Linked DNA regions of Pan troglodytes: regions 2 and 3 are each linked to region 1. A link is a contact called in public Hi-C data. All regions are on one chromosome and are shown on one strand. The core of a region is the stretch at or near the end of the contact, and the rest is flanking DNA. Distances in the headings are between cores, read along the strand shown. Region 1 overlaps RREB1 (ras responsive element binding protein 1). Region 2 has its middle 110 kb from the start of LY86. Region 3 has its middle 140 kb from the start of LY86.

Evidence for each region. A called contact is a pair of places that touch in the nucleus more often than the background predicts.
Region 2: a Hi-C map of induced pluripotent stem cells shows a contact between it and region 1, with 2.3 times the contacts expected there. The contact joins two enhancer-like sites. A contact is called at or near these places in 2 of 7 Hi-C or Micro-C datasets (both in induced pluripotent stem cells).
Region 3: a Hi-C map of stem cell-derived neural progenitor cells shows a contact between it and region 1, with 4 times the contacts expected there. The contact joins two enhancer-like sites. A contact is called at or near these places in 2 of 7 Hi-C or Micro-C datasets (induced pluripotent stem cells and stem cell-derived neural progenitor cells) and 1 of 1 other capture datasets (stem cell-derived neural stem cells).

The regions. Positions count from the first base shown.
Region 1 is chr5:13,199,185-13,203,343 of NHGRI_mPanTro3-v2.0_pri, forward strand. The region is part of intron 11 of RREB1 (ras responsive element binding protein 1); the gene reads left to right. Among named protein-coding and RNA genes, the nearest start is that of SSR1, 70 kb to the right of the region's middle. Within about 2 kb of position 1,952, at least 5 of the 24 cell types and tissues checked have an H3K27ac peak or open chromatin away from gene starts, as enhancers often do. A contact at or near this core is called in induced pluripotent stem cells and stem cell-derived neural progenitor cells, where this site is marked.
Region 2 is chr5:12,651,334-12,655,492 of NHGRI_mPanTro3-v2.0_pri, forward strand. No RefSeq gene overlaps it. Among named protein-coding and RNA genes, the nearest start is that of LY86, 110 kb to the left of the region's middle. Within about 2 kb of position 2,293, at least 1 of the 24 cell types and tissues checked has an H3K27ac peak or open chromatin away from gene starts, as enhancers often do. A contact at or near this core is called in induced pluripotent stem cells, where this site is marked.
Region 3 is chr5:12,681,270-12,685,428 of NHGRI_mPanTro3-v2.0_pri, forward strand. No RefSeq gene overlaps it. Among named protein-coding and RNA genes, the nearest start is that of LY86, 140 kb to the left of the region's middle. Within about 2 kb of position 2,127, at least 11 of the 24 cell types and tissues checked have an H3K27ac peak or open chromatin away from gene starts, as enhancers often do. A contact at or near this core is called in induced pluripotent stem cells and stem cell-derived neural progenitor cells, where this site is marked.

The DNA.
Region 1 (4,159 bases), core at 702-3,201:
GATTAGTAACAGGGACAGCATCATGCTGCTGGGTCCAGTTTTGCAAGTCTTGAAAACCTGACACTATCTCGTGGCTGCAAAGAGATCCCCCCAGCTGTGTTTTTTTAGGGTTGTATTTGCGTCCTGTGGCTTCTATTCCTCAGACTAGGGTGGAGATGGGGTGCCCTGTAGTTATGAGGCACCCCTGCCTCAGGAGTCGGTGTGGACAGAGGGTTGGGCATTAATCTTAGCCCCTTGTCCTTACCTTGGTTACAGGGGTACAGGGTGTATCTGAAGTGGAGAGGCCACCCTTTGCCCATCTCTACGCCTCCCACTGAGCCCTAGTGAAACCAACTGTGAGTGCTCTTGACTGCCCAACCGCCAGTCTAGATCAGATCCTCTGAGGGTATGAAAGGGTAAGCTGGTTTGCTCACTGCTTCCCCAGCTTCCACTTCCACATAACTCACCAGTATCTTTGAGTGAAGAAAGATGTGGGTGCCCACGGAATCTTAGCCTAACTTGGACCCCTGTGAGCCAAAGATGACCTGGAGTTCAGCCCACTGGAAGCGCACACCAGTGCTGGCAGGCACGTGTTTGCTGCAGACCATCCTGTTAATGTTTAACCATCAGCCGCCACATTACCTGTTAGTCTGGAACATTTTCTTTCATCCTGGTTTAGAAAGCTGCCCTGTGATCTTCCCATGGTGGTTCCACAGTAGCGAAAGCAGCCGGTAACTGAGGGAGCTGAGGGGGAGCCCTTGGGTTTCCATGTTTACAAATAAGTCTTAGTAACTCCGTGCTGGATGTGCATTTTGCATTCAGCTTCTTTATCATAAGGGAGGAACAAAGACTGGGGCTCCTGCTGACATCTGCAGACACAAAGCTGAGTCGGAATTTATGGTCTTAGCTTCGGTTCAGCACCAAGTGTATTTATAAGTTTGCAGTCATAAGTTTTGTTGTCCAAATCCCAACAAAGCCCTTTCCCACCTCCACCCCACCCCGGAAGTTATATAGGGTTCCTTGAAGGGACAAAGCCTCTAGAAATAAAGAAAAGTCACTGAAAGTTGTAATGTGAAACCAGCAAAGAGAAAATACATGTTTGGTTTAGTTGTGGTCACAGTCCATGGTGAGAAAAGGGACTGAGATTTAAGTGGGAGAGAAAAGGTTAGGGAGGCAGAGTTTAGTGATTTCAAGGAGGATTTTAAAATGCAGATGAGCATGATGGACATGGGGTGAAGCCTTCATTCTGGGTTCCCCCCCCCCCCCCCCAGTGAAGTTTAAAAAGTGAGGCTTTGAAGGAAGACCACTTAAAAAGGGGGGGGGGGGGAAGGAAATGACCACGGAGGTCCTTGAGGGGTTTTCTAGGCTTGTATGCCTAGGTGGCATTTTCTTAAAATTCCTACACGTTTTATAATGTAGGTCTGACATTTTTCAGTCTCATAAAGTCCCCCAAAAGAATGCTAAAAATGCCACAGTGGGGGCAGTTCTCCCTTAAAGGTCCATTTTGAATATTCAAATTTCAACTGAAATTCTTCATTCACTGTCCTGGACAGAGAGGCAGCCTGGCCCCCTCTGCCCTTGAGAGATATGCCCTTGGTCCTTCCTCCGATGATGCCCCGTCTTTGTGTTTGTAGGCACCTACATAGGGCTGTTTTTAATTCGTATAAACATGAAAGTGTTTAAACTCTCCCTTAATGGTGGCCGCCTTTACCAGGCCAGAAGTCCCACATGTCAGCATGGACTGCACCTCAGGAAACCCTCTCCATCCTCAAATGCTTTGGGTGGAGTGCAGACACAGCGGCTTCCCCTGCAAAGGCACCCCTGCCAGGTCAGATAATTACTTAGGTTGGTAGTCTCTCACATTGGTTGAGGCTCATTTAATTTTTAGGAAGCAATAGATCTTTAATTGTTGAGCTGACTAGGGCTGTCTCCACAGTCCTGTAGGAGGAGCTGCGGGTTTATTATCTACCAGGATTCCTTCTGCTTCCTCTAACAGTTTTCTTAGTTGTTGAACAACACAAACCGAGGGACTGATGGGGAGAGGGAAGAACTGCATATTTTTAAGGTAGCATTGCTTATAAAAAGTCATCAGCTCAGCTACCTGCATTTGGGAGTCTGGGTGTTGAGGGCGGGGATTTATACAGCACCTGGCCTTATAAGTTGACTATTCATGATAGGTGAAGAGGTGAAGTTTTTTGTTCATGAGAATCACTAATGAAAATCAGTTGTTTAGAATGTGAAGGGCACAGCCTACACTGCTAAAACACTCCCCCTAGTGGGAGTTTGGTAGAATACAACCAAGCCCCCTGTGTCCAAAGAGGGAGTTGGCCTTTCATTGTACTCCGGGTGATCTCTCTCCATTATCCGTGCAAAGGAAGGGCCCGAGAGCAGGAACAATTTGATCTTATATTTCTTTGGGTTTTGTTTCAAAATTTATTTTACTTTCTTTAAAGCTCTATCATGTTAAATATGTTCTGTGCAGTTAAAATAATGCATGTTCTTTGCTGAAAAAAAATAATAGAAGTGTAGTCTAGGATATACTGGGGACAAAGGGGAAGTAACCAGAGATTAAACCTTCTTTTACAAATTACCAGTCAGGCGTGGTGGCGCACGCCTGTAGTCCTAGCCCTTTTAGAGGCCGAGGAGGGTGGATCACCTGAGGTCAGGAGTTCTGAGACCAGCCTGGCCAACATGGTGAAACCCTGTCTCCACTAAAAATACAAAAATTAGCTGGGCATGGTGGCTCACATCTGTAATCCCAGCTACTTGGGAGGCTGAGACAGGAGAATCGCCTGAACCCAGGAGGCAGAGGTTACGGTGAGCTGAGACTGCACCACTGCACTCCAGCCCGGGTGACAGAGCAAGACTCCATCTCAAAAAAAAAAAAAAAAAATTACTTACAAAGGCCAGCCACAGTTACTTATGCCTATAACCTCAGCACTTGGGGAGGCCAAGGCAGGAGGACCCCTTGAGCCCAGGAGTTCGAGACCAGCCTGGGCAACATAGGGAGACCCTGACTCTAGGGAGGGAAATGACCCACAAAGCCAGCAAACAAATTGAGCGTTTTGTATTTTTATTGTAGAGTTTATACCAATATCCATTCTATAGATGCTCTCTGTTGAAATGATTCAAGAAAAACGAACATCTAGTTTTTCCTTGGAATGTGGCCCAGACATTGGTGTGCATATCCCAGGACTCATATTCTTTAAGCTTTTGGATAATTTTGCAAAATCATTTCTTCTTTAAAATTTTATATTCACACCATAATATTTCCTTCTGAAACCTCTTGAGGTACCCAAACAGTGGCTGCCAAAAAGTGCAGTCAGTGTAAAACTAATGAAATGAAATGATGTAAGTAGCCGTGTTATGCAGATGGCTGCGGGTAAAGCCTAAAGCCCCAAGCAGGTGTGAACAACAGTAGGTACTGTCTCCTCAGACCTCGGGACGGGGCAGAACCAGCTCCTTACCCCAGCCCTCCTGACCGCCTTGATGGCAAATAATCAAGCATGTGACATTGAGGAGGTGTGATGGATGCAGGCTGACATTGTAGTTACACCTGATCACGTCAAGTGAGAATCCAGGTTAGGTGCGTGAATCTGCTGGCTCAAGGACTGCAATCACATCTGGCCTATTGAGGGAGGGGCATCTCGTACTTGTGCCATAAAACAATGACTTTCATCCACCCAATTATCAGAGGAACTTCTGAATCCCTGCAGTAATAAATCAGACAGTGGCCGGGCATGGTGGCTCACGCCTGTAATCCCAGCACTTTGGGAGGCTGAGGTGGGTAGATCGCCTGAGGTCAGGAGTTCGAGACCAGCCTGGCGAACATGATGAAACCCCGTCTCTACTAAAAATACAAAAATTAGCTGGGCGTGGTGGTGGGCGCCTGTAATCCCAGCTCTTGGGAGGCTGAGGCAGGAGAATTGCTTGAACCCGGGAGGTGGAGGTTGCAGTGAGTGGAGATCACACCATTGCACTCCAGCCTGGGTGACAAGGCGAAACTCCGTCTTGAAAAAATAATAAAAAATAAATCAGACATAGGATCTGCAGCTAAATAATAGGTCCCACCAGCTTCCAATGTACTGTCATAGTGCATAATTTTAAGAAGTTATTAAGTCTTCTTTCAACCTTAGTAAAGAGAAGGCCTTTTGACACTGTTTGATGTGAATATTGCAGC
Region 2 (4,159 bases), core at 1,043-3,542, 550 kb before region 1:
TGGAAGATGTGTTCTTCTACCTTTACATCATAAATTTCAGAACAGTGCATTTCATGACCAGAAGATGAATTACTGTTCACATTTTTCTGCATGCTCTGGATAAGATTTGCAATTGTGATCATTGCCAATGGAAGCACAGTAACAGCTTTCAGAGGGTCAGTGGAAGCCAGTATGCAAGATATATGCTGGACAAGGCAGCCTCTTGAGTGATGATGTAACTACCATTAAACACATGGTATCAGGGAACTACAGAGGTATGATCTGTGTTGCTTCAATACAAAAAAGTGAAGAAGAGCCACGGCACTGCCAGTAATAATGACGTTCCATGAGAGATATACAAGTAGCCAGAACTTTTGCCACTAAGAAGAAACTTCACACTGAAAGGACAATAGATAAATATGTAAATGCATCTTGTCTGCCTATCACTCTAAATCAATTGATCAGTGTATACATCACCATGCCTCATGAATTTTGTCATAAATTTTTAATCAAATTGTTTATGCAGAGGATTCACGAAAATAGAGAGAGATAATCTGCCCTGGATTAATCAATGACATTTACGAAGCTCTAATAAGAACAAGAATTGTGCTAGATACCATGGATACAATAAAGAACAATGCACAAATGCACTAAATGTAACTCACTGTCTAAACTGGTAGCAATGCATATAGACAGACGCAGGGTGTCCTGAGCAGGGACATAGGAAGGGGTGATGGAATGAACACCCAGCGATGGTTCCATACGGATGTTCCCAGTTGAAGTCATCAAAAAGGTGACCACTCCACAGGAACTCCATTTGAGGGCCTTGTTCAATGGGACTTTTCAGCCATCCTCCCAATCCAAGTATTTTCTTCTCCTATTAAACTTGTCTTTGATTAGCTCTCCATTGGTCAGAGATTCTGTGAGATACCTATGAAAAGATGGAAGTGACACTTACGTCTGCCTATCCCAACAGCCTAGCTGGAAATCACCAAAATGAGGCAAGAGAACAGGGTTTTTAGTGAACCTTTTTCCTGTGTGCCTGTTCTAGTTGAAGAATCTGGGTTTAATAAACCTAGAATTCTTTATAAAAGAATTCTTGCCAGGCCAGGCGTGGTGGCTTACGCATGTAATCCCAGCACTTCAGGAGGCCAAGGCAGGTGTATCATGAGGTCAAGAGTTTGAGACTAGCCTGACCAACATAATGAAACCCCGTCTCTGCTAAAAATACAAAAATTAGCTGGACGTGGAGGCACGTGCTTGTAATCCCAGCTACTCAGGAGGCTGAGGCAGGAGAATCACTTGAACCCGGGAGGCGGAGGTTGCAGTGGGCCAAGATCGCACCATTGCACTCCAGCCTGGGCGACAGAGTGAGACTTTGTCTGAAAAATAAAAAATAAAAAAATAAAGAATTCTTGCAACCACACCTCACAGATCACAGTTCCAGAACTGCTGCAGAAGGTCTTTCTGAAGAAGGTACAAAGGGGAAAGATAAAGGTGCTGGGTTTTATCTCTGGTCCTGGTCAGAATCAACTGTCTTTACCAACAGGGATTGTCCCATCTGTCATCCTTGGTTACACAAGCCCCATCAGGCAGAATGGGGGAAGGACTGAGCTCTGGGCCTGATGAGCACCACTGAGCGCCCCACTGCTACTTCAGGAATCGCCTATCAGGCTGGTGGGTGGGGTAGGAGTAAAAATAATCAGCACCAGTTTTGGGGTCCAGTCTAGAAGTGGCATTTGACCAGACCCCCCCCATAGCTCTTGAGGGTCTTTTCTGAGGACCTTTACTGCAGTCTATGCAAAAAACCCACTCATAGTCCTCAGTAACTTCCAGTCCTCCAAAGCCATACAGTGTGGTCATTTTACTCATCCTCTAGGCTTTCTTTAGTTATTCATGCAAAGATAGGCCTGGCCTTGGGTGTCTGTAGTGAGGCCACAAGGCCTTGGATCAGAACAGCAACGTCAGGGAAAACAAAATCCAAGGGGCTGCCCAGTCCAAGGGCAAACTGGGAGTCTAGTCCCCATCTTGTAACCACGATCTCTACCTTGCGATGCTGCAGGGGCACCTCTTCTGCCTTTCACCTAGGCTCCTGGCAAAGGCCTTGCAAAGCATTATTCAGGGCACTGTGTGAGGCCAGAGAAGGAACTGAGGAAGACCAGACCCATACACAGAGATGAAGAGTGTGGAGTGACAGGAAGGCGGGGCTTGAGCTGGTGGCAAAACGGGAAAAGTTCCCTTATCCCCATGGCAGGGCTTGCGATGGAGGTGTGGCTGGCTTCTTCTGTGCCCTGCTGTTCAAACCTGTAGGGGGAGCATGCAGATGGGCAGGTGGTGGGGCTCCAACCCCACAGCAACGTCTAAGGGTGAATGTTTACAGCTCCTGAGGTCCCAATGGGCCTGTGTTACAGGGTGCTGTTTCAGTTGAGCCATCCCTAGTCAGCTGTTAGACCTCCTGCCTTATTCCAAGGACAGAGGCTTTCTGTATCCTGAGGTTTCTTGCCTCCGTGCACCAAAAGAATCAGATCACACATGGGCTTGGAGAATGAGTGCAAGGTTTTATTGAGTGGAAGTAGCTCTCAGATGGGGGAGCCAGAAGGGAGACGGAGTGGGGAGGTGGTTTTCCCCTCTGAAGTCGGACCGCTCCGTGGCCAGGCTGTCCTCCAGCTGCACTGAGTGGTTCTGCCTGTCGATGGCCTGCCAGCCTGCCGTGGGCCACTATCAGTCTGCTCTTACACCGGTGTGTTCCTCTTGACGTCCAGAGGCTTGTGTGCGTGCCTGCTAAGCTCTCAGGTTTTTTACAGGCACAGAATGAGGGTGTGGTAGGCCAGGGTAGTCTTGGGAAATCCAACATTTAAGCACGAAAACAGAAATGCCTGTCCTCACCTAGGTCTGTGGGCATGGGCCTGGGGGTGGAGCCCTAGCCAGGGACCACACCCTTCCCTTCCCAGCACTTCCCCACCCCACTTCCATATCAGTAGCTTGAGGGAGTTACTTCTCAGGGAGATGTTTTGGTTTTTAGGGAGAAGACAAAACCTCCAATTTGAAAAACAAAGCGAGTCCTTTGGTGAGGGAAACACTGGACACACAGAGGGCGGGCTGGAAGGGCAGGTGCTGGGAAGACAGCAAGGAGTCCAGACCCACTGGGGAGGCAGCCTGGGAAGATGTTTATTTTCTAAGAGACGAGGAAAGACTGGGAAACAGGGAGAAATTTTTAGGGTGGAGGGTGGGAAACTTGGGAAACACAGAGCAGATGGTCTTAATCTTCTGAGAAAGGAGGCAGTGCCAAGCCTGGCTGGGGCGACAGTGGGAGTCTGGGCTGAGGGATGGTGGGGACATCCTCTGCTAGCTGCTGAAGGTCTAGGATAGAAACTGAGGTGAGCCTCAGTGGTGCTCCCCGGGCTTGCCTCCCAGGAGGGACCCTGCAGGAAGTGTCCAGATGCAGAGCCCCAACTCCTCCCCGAGAGACTTGGATTCAGTAGAACTGGGATGGGGTCCAAAATCTGTATCATTAGGACACTCTCAGAATATACTTGTCATCAGGCAAAGCCTGGAGAAATAGCGAAAAGAACCGTTAGCCCCAGGGAGAGCCCACTGGAGGCTGGAAACGGGAAGTATTGGGGAATCACTTAGTATCCTTTATCACAGACTCTGCTGCCCAGAACCCTGGGGGAGAAAGCTGACAGGGGAAGGAGTGTGTAGCCACATGGGATGTACCCAGGACGGGAAGGTATCTCCAGGAGGGTGGAGTCCATCCAGGAGGGTGAGGTCTAGTTGGGGGGATGGGGTCTACCCAGAGGGGTGAGGTCTGGCTGGAGGGGGGATGGGGACAGTCCAGGAGGGAGAAGTCTAGCTGGGATGATGGGGTCTGTCCAGAGGATCAGGTCTAGCTAGGTAGAAGGGGTCTAGCTGGGTAGAAGGGGTCTACCCAGGAGAGTTCTGGTTGGGGAGATACATCTACCCAAGAGGGTGAGGTCTAGCTGGGCGGGGAGGATCTGTCCAGGAGGATGAAGTCTAGCTGGGGGGATGGGGTCTACTCAGGAGGGTGAGTTCTGGTTGGGGAGATGGGTCTACCTAGAGGGTGAGGTCTAGCTTGGGGGAGAGGGTCTGTCCAGGAGGGTAAGGTCTCTCCATAGGGTGCTTTGGGAGGTCTGGGGCTTGGGGTTCCTGTGATCACAGC
Region 3 (4,159 bases), core at 877-3,376, 520 kb before region 1:
ATCATGGAATGTCAGGGATTCAAAGTAGAGGCCCTCTGGTTACATCCTTTTGTTTTAAACATCACATATAAGCCCAGGGCCCTCTGTTTACTTTTCATTTTACCCAAATAGAACCAACTAGGGAGCAGATGTGTGCAGCTCAGCAGGAATCCAGCTTTGGGGAAATACTAAGGTCTCCAGACTTGGGACTGGCTTTGTGTGAAATGCTTGGTTAGGGGAAAGGGGCTCCCTGCTGAACAAGACTGGAAAAACATCTCCCAAAGGCACCTTGTGGCATCTGTAAGCTGTGGGTTGCAGGGGTGCTCATAAAACAAAACTCTCAAGATAGAAAATACACATATTTCAGACCCAGCTCTGTCCCCTTGAAGCCAGCACTAACCCTTTTTCCTGACAATCCCTTACAATGTGGGAGCCAGGGTTCCCACAGGGCCTGAAGAGGACATGCCCGGGGCTCCTATAGCCTTAGAGAGCTGCTCACACAATCTGGAGCTGGATGAGCACCATCAGGCTTATGGAGAGAGACTAGGCCAAAAGTTCAGGCCAGTTCTGTTGAAAGAGAGAACACTTTAAAAAAAAAATTGTGTTTCTTCAGAATTTGCTCAGGATTATCAGAAAAGAGAGAAGGAAAAAAAAAAACACTTTCATCCTCTACAGTTGAGCAGGGAAGGGATGGGGAAAGACTCATTTCCTAATGACAGCCTTTTGTAACTGAAGATCTAAATAAGGTAAAAAATAAATAAAAAAGCTTCTTCTCCATTTCTACAAGAAGTGGCCAGCCAGGAAAGGGACTTCTTGTCTAACCCTCCTCTGAAAATGAGGCTCAGTCAGATTTCAACCCAACCTTCTCCACTTTCTGCCTCCATCACCCTTCCGGGGGCAGAATTTAGCGGTGGTCTGCCACCCCAAGCAGCCGCTCCCACAGGAACTGCCTCATTAAGCTCTGTGACCAGTAACTCCCAACTTAGGAAAAGCTCAAGAAGGACCACTCTGCTTTGCACTTTTCCAAGAACCCTTACTACATAAAACGTTCTAAACTTGGGAACACTAACTTTTGCACTGTTTCCCACCGAGCCACAGAGCTCACACCAGCATCACGCTCTCCCTTTGCCAGGATCTGAGCTCGCTGGAGGAAAATACAAGTTCCTCTTTCAGCTTCTTTCCTTCACTTCTGGAGACAAGCTTTCCAGCTACCAAAACAGAACGTTTCCCAGGTTTTCCTCCCACACCTATGAACTTTGTTCCTTGATTAAATCCTAGTTTCCCCTCTAAACAGAACTGGACTATGTCCAACCAATTTCTTCAGCTTCTGCAAACATTAACTCAGATGTTTTTTTCAAGAGGTTTGTGTTCGGCTTTTGAGTAGGTTCTGGAGGCTGCCAGTGGAAAGTCTGAGGGGGGTATCAGCAGCATTTCACCCCATCCCCCGCATCCCCTCTGGCCAGCAGGACAGGAAAAGGAAGCCTGTTTGCGTGCACGAGCCTGCTGACAGGCCTCTGCCATGCGCTGTGCTTTCCTTTGTAGACACAGAGGGACTGCGAGGGAGGATGAGCAACTCCTTCCTAAGCTGGTAGGGTACATGGCTCCAAGAAACGCTCCTGGTCTGGAGTGAATGTAGGACCCTTTTCCTCTCACAGCCAGCCACACAAAGCTGCCTGTCTTCGGACATCTTTCCCCGACGCTTGAGCAGGCTGCAGGGAAAGGGGCCCTCTTACCCGGAGGAAGGAAACCCTCCGCAGACCCTCCAGGAAGGCAGGCCTGGGGCGCCCCTTCCCCGGGGAGCCTGGAAACCCACAAGGCAGGAGCCATTAGAGGGCAGCACGTGCCTGTCTCATAACACTGAGCAGACTCTGGTCGTTTTTTTTCTTCTTCCAATTACAGGGTGTTTCAAAAAGCAAAAGTACTGTGGCTCCAGCGTCAGCAGAAAAACAAGTTAGAAAGACAGGCAGGGGAGGGGGCAATCCCTCCAACTCCAAAGCTGTGCCAGGGAGACACCGCTCTTGGGGAAGTTGGGCTGCAGCCCCCGCACGTGCTAGGAAGATAAGTGAAGGTCCCAACACATCCTGTCCCCTTAGAGCCCCTGGGGCCCAGCAGCCCGACCCAGCGCCTAGAGCCCATTCGCAGACAGCGCGCTGAGGCGGCTTGGGCGCCATGCCCTTTGGGTTACTTAGCTCTTCAGCCTCCTGGAACGCTAGGACAAAGGAGTGCCTTGGTGCTGGCAGAAGCCGGGGGGGGGCACGGCTGGGTTTTACAAGGAAGGACGAAATCTGATCTCAGCAATCGGGATAGATCAACCGTTGCCCGTCTGAGGTGACCCAATTCAGGGACCAGCCGCTTGGCTCTGAACACACGTGTCACAACCCCAGCTCGTACCCACGCCTTGCTAGAGAAGTAAGAACGTGGCATCCCTCCCTGGGACCAACTCGAGCGCCACTCGGGCGTCCCCTGCCAGGACCGCTCTGCATTGCAAAGGGCCCCTGGGGCGTTCAGGATTGGCCTCTGCCCCTCCTCCCACTGCACCATTCTCTTCTTCCCCGCACATCTCTTCCTAATTCACCAAGGGGTTCCACCCCAAGGAAGAACTCCTTCGTGCTGGAAAAAGCCTGGGGCAGCACGGTGGGCCTCCCCCTCCATCTGGGTCACCAGAGGCAGGGAGGGAGGGGGCTTGTGTAATCTTACTATTCATTTCTCCGTGCAAGCTCCTCGGGACAGGCCTGAATTCATGATGCCATCTCATTGGAAGACCTTTGCCCCCAAAGGGCCTGGGCAGATTGAAGCGTCTAGCAGAGGTGAGGGGTGACAGGTGACCAAACCCCAGCCCTGAGGTCTCACCACCTGCTCACAAGCCCAGAGCTGGGGTGGTGGGGTTCTCACTGCCTTCTCCCCATCCCCCTTCTCATTGCATTTCCTTTCCCCCACTCTGGCCTCGGAACCCAGGTGTCCAGTCCTTAGCCAGTCCCTTCTCGCTTTTGTCCAATCTGTCACTGTGCCTGACGTTTCTTTAGGAAGTGGTTACTGTTTGTTGCACACCATTCACAAACATTTCATTTTCAGACCCTGCCCTCTGCACACTATGTGCTAGGACCTTGGCAGGCCCTATGAGTGGCCGAGTTCCGTACTCTTGGTCATCAGCATCTGATCTGCCTCTGGAACTCCTCTTTCTCCTTCCTTGTTCAATTCAGAGGTTTCAGTTGACAAAGACCAGGGAGCCTCCAACCCGGGGGCGTACTAACCATAAAAATATCACTCACAGTCTAGCATAGAATGCGCCTATAACTGAACGGGGAACTTCACTTCACTGATAGTGCTTCCAGTTTCCAATAGCATTAGGCTAGGTATTTGGACTACATTTCCCACTGACAACCATTTAAAAGCTGGATAAGATAAAACAACTCAATCTTTCTGTTGAAATTGTCAAATAGTAAAAAGTAATACTGGCTGTTGATCCAGGGAATCATGAGGGACTGAGTCATTCCTCTCTAATCCTATAGGCATCAGAAACAAAATCATGGGTACAGTAATTCCAAAGTCAAACTGACAGGTAGTTTTCATGAAATTTTCCTAGTAAATTATCCCAAAGAACTATTAAGCTGGACAAAAATTATATTGCATGAATATTTATACAATATCTTTTCTGGTAGAAAAATTCCACCTAGTTGACAGCTCTGTTAGATTCCTTTGGGGGCCCTCTTGTCTGCCTTGCAGCTGTACCATTCCTATACAAAGTGCAGAAAGCACCTGCCCTTGTTGTTTGCAGCCATAATGGAAAAAAAACCATGCCATTCTACTCTACCCCTCCAATGTCCATAATGCAATTATCAGGTCTCTCGACCTGTTAGATTTTTACTTGCACTCACCAAGGCGGCTTCACTCCACCTCCCTGAGCCTGTTTCTTCACCCCTAAGATGGTAGTAATGTAACTACCCCACAGTGTTACGGTAAAGGTTTAAATAAGATAATGTACAGAAAACACTGAGCACCACATATCAATAGTAAGTGCCCAATTAATGTTATTCCTATTGTTTTAGCATTAGTATCAACCATAAATGGTTATGATTGCCGTCTTGTTTAAGAACATATCCAACGTTTGAATCTCTTTGGAAACATTGCACCAAATATTCAAACTTTTTCAAAGTGAGACATACTTCGTCATGAAGCAGCC